2 separate regions of the Rattus norvegicus genome follow, and region 2 is linked to region 1. A link is a contact called in public Hi-C data. All regions are on one chromosome and are shown on one strand. The core of a region is the stretch at or near the end of the contact, and the rest is flanking DNA. Distances in the headings are between cores, read along the strand shown. Region 1 holds the start of Snrpb (small nuclear ribonucleoprotein polypeptides B and B1). Region 2 holds the start of Vps16 (VPS16 core subunit of CORVET and HOPS complexes).

Evidence for each region. Hi-C and Micro-C count contacts between places; a contact is called where the count stands out from the background.
Region 2: a Hi-C map of mammary epithelial cells shows a contact between it and region 1, with 2.2 times the contacts expected there. The contact joins the promoter of Vps16 here to the promoter of Snrpb in region 1. A contact is called at or near these places in 2 of 12 Hi-C or Micro-C datasets (frontal cortex and mammary epithelial cells) and 1 of 1 datasets of contacts at active chromatin or transcription factors (oligodendrocytes).

The regions. Positions count from the first base shown.
Region 1 is chr3:137,830,617-137,834,486 of GRCr8, forward strand. It overlaps Snrpb (small nuclear ribonucleoprotein polypeptides B and B1), which reads right to left and starts at 1,863. Exons shown (of 7, transcript NM_134358.1): 1 at 1,765-1,863. The coding sequence starts at 1,767.
Region 2 is chr3:138,073,716-138,077,589 of GRCr8, forward strand. It overlaps Vps16 (VPS16 core subunit of CORVET and HOPS complexes), which reads left to right and starts at 1,995. Exons shown (of 24, transcript NM_001005541.1): 1 at 1,995-2,069. The coding sequence starts at 2,017. Pced1a (PC-esterase domain containing 1A) reads right to left here and starts at 2,392. Exons shown (of 8, transcript NM_001399284.1): 1 at 2,115-2,392; 2 at 1,019-1,159; 3 at 293-372; 4 at 1-183. The coding sequence starts at 1,142.

The DNA.
Region 1 (3,870 bases), core at 613-3,112:
TCAGCTCTGAATCGAGAATGGAGTCCTCAAATCCAGAATTGGTTAGCGTGCCTCCAGGGCTTTGTGTAGTAAGGGTAACTTTTCTAGGCTAGTGTTAGTTTGGATACTTAATGCTCTGATATATAACTTGTTAACCTTAATTTTTAATTTAAGGCAACAACAGTTTCTATCCTGGCTTCCAATGTAGCTTTGAAAAAATGGGGAGCCTATACACATCCCAAGGTCAACGGAGGTACCTGTCTCTCTTAGAAACATAACAGCTTCCCTCCAGTCTAACTGGTATTATGTTACCCGGAACTACCCAAGTACCTCAGGAACTACAATTGCTGTTCACCCCTGTGAGTACTACCCTGTCCTAAACTTAAGACCCAGATTATGTGTTTTCTGCTTAATCACCTGTTCACAGAGATCAGCATACATCGGTCCATCTGCCTAGTAACAGCTAATACTTCATTGGATACTCCCTGTATATCCAAGCCCTTGAAAGGGATTGTGCATTTCATTTGATCCTCAAAACTGGACCCAATGTCATTCATTTTTACTGGTAAAATTGGCTACCCGGGCTGACGATTAAGCAAGGGCTTGCCTCAGTCAAGTCTCCAAAAAACAAAAAGCAATATCGTGTTTCACCACCGCGGGTTTCTTCAGCTACACGACTAGAGTAATGTTTTAGAGATACTAAGGTATTTATTACATTTGCTCTGTAGTCAAAGCTGATCTCAAAATCAGGATCCTCTGCCTTCCAAGTACAGAAATCACAAATAACAGAGATTTTAAGCACCGGCCACTTTCCCTGGCTGACCTTTCTTTTTTTTTTGGGGGGGGGGGTTCTTTTTTTTTCGGAGCTGGGGACCGAACCCAGGGCCTTGCGCTTCCTAGGTAAGTGCTCTACCACTGAGCTAAATCCCCAGCCCCATGGCTGACCTTTCTAAACCTAATTTAAGTTCATTAAACCTGTGAAAAATCTTGAAGCGGTATTTTACTATCGGGGATAAAGCAGGGTTGGGCCTCCAACAACCAGACTCCTGGAAACTTCTTGCCGTCTACAGCTTTGCTCTCGCAGTTCTCGAGATTGCTAACCCTCCCTCCTAGGGGGAGCCAGGGCGCCCCTAAACAATCACTTGGGAGTCAGCTCTGGACCCCGGCCCACCTACTGGAGAAAGCGTTCTCGCCCCTCCTCCTCCTGCCGTTACTTTTGCCTATGCTGAGCTACCATAGTGAGTTATATTAGGACTGCCTGGGTCAGAAACTTGGCCCAAGAGAAGCCAGAGAACTTATTTCAGGGTGCAGTCCAAGCGCCTGACATACCCCAACAAGAGAACACGAGTAGCAAGGTCGCGCTCTGCGTGCAAACACTCTCCCCTACCCTCCCACTCCCTCCGCTGCTAGACTCAGGTTTCCGGCCTTGACCTCCACAACTCCTCCGTCTCGCCCGGCGCTCCCGGGTCGGCCCGAGGCTCGCGCCTGTTCCAAAAACCCGGGCACACATTGACGCAGTTTAAGGCTACCGAGGCTGCGGAACCGAAACCACTGTGGCTCCGGGAGACGACGTCTGACGGTCGCACATCGGCCTGTCTCCCGGCTGGCCTTCCCCTCTACCCAGGCGCAGCCTCACGTTAAGTCCAGGCCTTTGGCGCTGGGATCAAGCGGCTTCCACCCCGACCTTCTCCGCCACAGGCGGCTCGGCTCCAACACACGGACGCGGTCCGCTACCGCCCCACTCTGCACCCCCGAGCGCCCTGCGGCCAGCCCGCGACTTCTCACCATGGTGGCGGCTCGGATGGCTCAGATTCCCGCCGGATTCGCTTCCACAGAGGCCTAGTCGGCAGCCAGCACCTAGATTCCCGCCGCCGCTAACGGAAATGCAGCCTGCAAAATGCCGCCGCTTGTGAAGCTACTTCCGGTCCGGCCTCAGCCCTGGAGTTCCGGTCTCTGGAAGCCAATTAAGGGGCGGGGCATTAGTATCAGCTGATCGTTTAGTGTTTTGTTTTTGTTTTGTTTTTTGTTGTTGTTGTTGTTGTTTTGTGGAGTCCCCCCCTTGTTTTTATTTTATTGGGCTTTCCCTCCTCGTTTTGTTTTGCTTTAGACAGGGTCTCACTGTGTTTTGAGCTTCGGATCCTCCTACCCACAGCGTCCTTAGTACCGGATGCTGGCGTACACCTTTAAGCTTGGTGGCAAACATCTAACTGAAAGCCTTGGATCCTCAATAGGACAAACACCTTCCCAGCTTAAGTCTGCTCCAGTAGCTTGTTTTACACGCCGGTGTCCCGGAACCCCGCTCCCACCCCAGTTCTCACCCAGCCAGCACTCTTGTGAACTCACTCTAGGCAGCCACTGCTCTAACTTTTCTCTTGCAGCTTGGACTATTTCCTCTTTGTATTTGGTTTTGTCTCATTAGAAATACTAGACTCTCAGGTATATGCAAATCCTCACGCCTTTAACTCCAGGATCTACACAAAAATAACAGTCCTGGTGAGGACTTCCCTAACCACCCTTTCTAGAAAAAAAATTGCAACTTTCTCAGGCTCCTCATGCTTACTTTTTGGGTTTTTTCTCTTTAATATTGATTACTATCTGACATGCTAAACCATAGTCTCTCATTATTGAAGGGGCATACCTTCCAAGACTCTGGGCAATTCCCCAAGCACAGTATCAAATCCTATATATGCTATTTTTTCTACATGTGAGTACTTATGATATGCACATTCTTTTCACTTAAAGCAAGTGTTATTTGATACCCTTGAACTGCCAACATCACTAATTAAGTACTCTAGGACTATTTTTAAAAACCGGGATTTAGGCAAGACAAATTTTGGGTCGAAGTTTTTGTGGGTGGATTGATGTCCCCTTCCTGCCCCTGGAGTCCTGCCTAGTTACAGGAGGTGCCTACTACAGTCTCTATATCCCCCTCTGGTAGGAATCTCTGTTATCCTCCCCCTGCCCCAGGCCTCCAACTAGCCACCAGAGAAAACCCCAGACACCCCCACCCCCACCTACCCTGGTGTATTTCCACTCTCACTCCCAACACCAGATCAACACACACACACACACACACACACACACACACACACACACCCCACACCTGCACCACATACACACCCATTCCCTACCCAGTTACCTCTCTCCATCCACCTCCAATGACTATATAGTTTCCCATCTGAGATTGGAATCCTCCCTTGGGGCCATCAGTGGTGTCAGGAGGAGGCAATGGGGTCAGGGGGAGGGATTTGTAAGAGAGGAGGGAGCGGGGCTGGGGATTTAGCTCAGTGGTAGAGCGCTTACCTAGGAAGTGCAAGGCCCTGGGTTCGGTCCCCAGCTCCGGGGGAAAAAAAAAAAAAAGGAACCAAAAAAAAAAAAAAAAAGAGGAGGGAGCAAGAGCTATGATCTAGATGTAAAGTGATAAAAAATTATTGGAAAAAAACAAAAAACAGCAACAAAAACACCTTTAATACCAGCACTCAGGAGGCAGAGGCAATTCAAGACCAGATCAAGTTCCAAGACAGCCAGAGCTACACAGAAAAAAACCTATCTCAAAAAACAAAAACAAACAAAAATAACAGGAACTATCTGAACACCAGCACTGCAATGTAGGTCAGCCAATTTGTTGAGCCCTATGACTACTAAATGGGCGGCATATACAGTGTGGGTACCTGCTCAAAGGGGCGATTCCTGGTTAAGTCAAAAACATAGTATTTGTGCTACTCAGAATGGTGCACAACAGAGAACAGTAATTGCTTATTTCTGGGATTTTCATTTAATATTTTCAGACTGATAGACCAAAGGTAACTGAAACCTGGATAAGAGGGTACTGTGTATATTTTTAAGTTATTTTACTGCCCCAGCAGAATGTAAGCTATGCTACGAGACGGA
Region 2 (3,874 bases), core at 745-3,244, 240 kb after region 1:
TGACAGCTCCTCCAAGACGTCCTCAAGGTACTCGGAGTAAACACGGGTGAGGAAGTAGAAGCGCACAAGGTGGTGGCCAGAACCAGAGCAGAACTGGCGGACCTCTCGGTACTGTGTCCCGTTGTGCAGCTCTCCCAGCTGGCCCCCAGCCACCAGCTGATCCTGTTCAAAGCTCAGCTCCCCCTGCCCACCCACCCCACCCCAACAGTCAGATCCATGCCAGGTAGGTGGTCCTTTTCAGGCCAGGGTCTGTACCCACCCAACACTGGCATGGCTGCCAAGCTTCTCTCACCTTGGCTTTTAACTGGGAAGCCGTGAGCAGTGTGTCTTTCTGGAGCAGAAGCACCAGGTCCTTATACACAGCTCTTTGGACTGCAGGGAGACAGGGATCCCGAGGTTAACGTAGCTCTCAACCCCCTCCCAGAGCTTCCCAAATGAAGGTCTTTGTTTCCCAGGGCTTGGCTCTCCAACAACAGCTCTATGGAGGATTGACTTAGAAAAGAGGAGATGAGATTTTATGTTTGGATCTTTTTTTTTCTTTCTTTCTTTTTTTTTTTCGGAGCTGGGGACCGAACCCAGGGCCTTGCACTTGATAGGCAAGTGCTCTACCACTGAGCTAAATCCCCAACCCGAGATGAGATTTTAAAGCCCTGGCTCTGCTCTTCCCAGCTATTTCGCTCTCCTCTAGCTTATGCACTGTGACCGAAGACCAACTGGCAAAATTATGTTGGTCAAGTCACTAGGGAAACACACAACATAGCCCACAGATCCTTTTAAGAAAATCATGGAGGGCAACAACAGATAAAGATGCCACACGAATGGGCTGAAATAGTGCACAAATGATATGCCAGGGCACCCGTGGAAGGTATGTAGGGAATTTAAAAAAGAAAAAAATACAGTCTAGTGTTCTAAAACAAGAGTAAGAGATGGAGAAGTCTGAAATGGAGATGCGGCGAGCAGACAAAGAAAAGGCTGTAGATACAGGGCTGTGAAATGTCATCCTAGAGTGGTCACTCACTGGAGTCCCCCAAAATGACCACGAACTTGTTGTGTAGCAGCTGCTGGACTTCCGAGGCATGGAAGTGGACCATGGCGCTTCCCAGCAGGCGGTGCGGCATCTTGTTTTCCAAACAGAAGACCATGCTGCCACTGACACCAGCTGCAGGGAGAGGCCAATAAGCTGATAGAGGGCAGGAAATCAAGGTAGGTCGGTCTGTTCCAAGATGACCCATGCGCGGTGGTCCCTCCCTGGCTGCTCTGAGTAATAGGGAGGAGAGTAGGGCGGCAAGGCGAATCCCAAGAAGGCACCAGCCTTTATCACACTCGAGGAAAGGCGGAGGGTCACTTGGGCGGTAGTCCTATACTATGGCGCTTCGCGCGCACGCAGAGACTCCCTTGCTCCCTGACACGTGTCAACGGCGGCCTCGTGCGTGCGCACACGTCTGCTCGCGCCAGTTACCAGGTCTCAGGGCTCCGGGGATTCACCGGCCAGTACGGCAGGCCCGGGCGCGGTGCGCCTTGTCCGCAGCGGGTTCCTTATCTAGAGTCATGTTCCCATGCCCCTGGAGAGCGGTGGGTTCTGCAAAAATCCCGCCCCACAGAGCTCGGGTGCCCAGGTTAGCTGTCGGTACGCAGCTCGAGGCCCAGCGCTCCCCATTCGTGCGTTGCGGTAGTCCAGCCAATGCTTCCAGCGTCTGAGCTTCAGGAGATGCTCATGGCTCCCACTTCCGGTCACCCATGTCCCGCCCTATGCGACCCCCAACGCCGGAGGAATCAGAAGGGCAGTGAGGTTGGCCGCTGGGAAGAACAGAAATTAAGGCTAGGCCCACTCGGGCGGGCGCGAAGCCCTGGTACTGGCCGAGGGCAGGACGAACGTTCAGCATAGTTTGCCCACAGTGCTGATGGCCGCTATGGCGGCCTCATCACGTGACCCCGGCGGGCGGAAGCGGAAGTGCGGCCTGAGTTTGGGTTAGGCGGGTTTTTCCTCGGCGTCTCTAGCCGACAGCTGTACTAGACATGGACTGTTACACTGCGAACTGGAATCCACTCGGGGACTCTGCCTTTTACCGGTGAGCCTCCCGTCGCCCCACCTTCTGACCCACTGCCCACCTTACCGTGTTTGTCTGATGCTGCCTTGAGCCGGCAGAGCCAGCGGTGCTCGTCCCGGTCACCACGGGTGCTGGCGTCCGCCCCTATGGCGGCTCGCCCGAACGTCTGCCACTTTACGCACTTTAGGGGCAGCAATTTGGTCCTTCCTTTGCGCCAACTGAGGCAAGCTCAGAAGCCACCCCCAAACCGAGGTCTGCTGGCCTCCGGAAGGATGCTCAGATCACGTTGAGGAAGGCCGCCCGCGGCGACAGCGAGTGCCAGTCTCTTTCCGGAAACTGCTGCTGAAGTCAGACCGTAGGGGCTCTCACAGGAGGGCGGGATCGCCACAGCGGGCGGGGTGACAGTACTGACCAAAGCTGAGAGAAGAGGGTGAACAACGATTCAGTCTTGGGTCACAACTAATGAGAAACCCTAGGCAGTGGCAACTCACTGGAGTTGGAGTACCCTTAGCGGTACTTTCTCAAGGCTAAAGTAGTAACGTGATTACAATGGTTACTGTCTCGTTGGCTTTATTTCTTTTTAAGATATAAAGTACAAACTGCTTGTGGAACTCTCATCAGTCAGCCTCTATTTGTCTCTCTCTGAGCGGTTTCCAATTTAACTAACCTCAACCATCCTCAATTAGTGAGAGTTCCAGCTTCACAGAATTGCAGGACCTCATCAGACCATGCATGCCTTGTGTTTGCACAGTCCTATAGTCCCTTCTATGGGCATCGCAGTTTTCCTCTTTATCACCCTAAAGAATGTTGCTCATCTTTCGGTACCTCCTTGGTTTGCCTGCAATAAAATCTTTTGTGCCTCACAGGGGCCAGTTGTAGAGTCTTTTAATATGTGGCACAGGAGGGCAATGTTTGTATGTGTTTCTCCTGCCAAGTTCCTTGAGGGCTAAGAATACTTCAATTTCCCATGCATATTTAGGCCAGGGCCTGTTACCTAATAGTTGTTCAGCCTGTGGTGGTCCGTGCCTCCTAATCCCAGCACTCTGGAGGCAGAGGCAGGTGGATCGCTGCAAGGTCCAGGCCACCCTGGCCTATAGTTCAGGCCAGACAGGGCTACATAGTAAGACCCTGTCTCAAAACAACAACAGAAACAAACAAAACCTAATAGCTGCCCAACAAAATTATATAGAATGTTTTATTGACGCACCTGAAGATGGTGTTTTATTTCAGTAGAAGACATTGCTTCTGCTACTAAAGCTATGTACCTTTCTCATAGCCAGACTGTTAAATGGAGCTTCGTTATTTACAGTGTGGTGCGTTTCCTAGACAGAGGATGCCTCGTGGTAATTTTTAGAGATCTGTTACATTTGTTTATTCATGATTCCTCTTAGACATATGTACAGTATGAAGCAACTGAAACTACTAATGAGCAGAGTGTGCTGTCACACCCACAGTCCCAGCACTTGGGATGTGGAGGCAGGAAGACTAGGATTGCCAATTCAGTCCAGGTGTGTGCATGCATGTGCGTGTGTGTGTGTGTGTGTGTGTGTGTGTGTGTGTGTGTGTGTGTACTGAAGCCAGCCTCAGCAAGATGAGACTCTGTCCCAAAATATGTATTTAAAAGCTAAAAAAATATAAAATGTTAGCTATTACTTTTAAAAATACCTGTTGCCTTCCCAGACTTTTAAAATCAGAGCATGGAAAAAGATGACCTCATTACAACAGAGCTCGTCCTATTTATTCTAAGAAGTTTTAGTTTCACAGATACATAAATAATGTTTCAAAAGATGTGAGTCATAGAAGTGTTGAACTCATAGAAGCAAGTA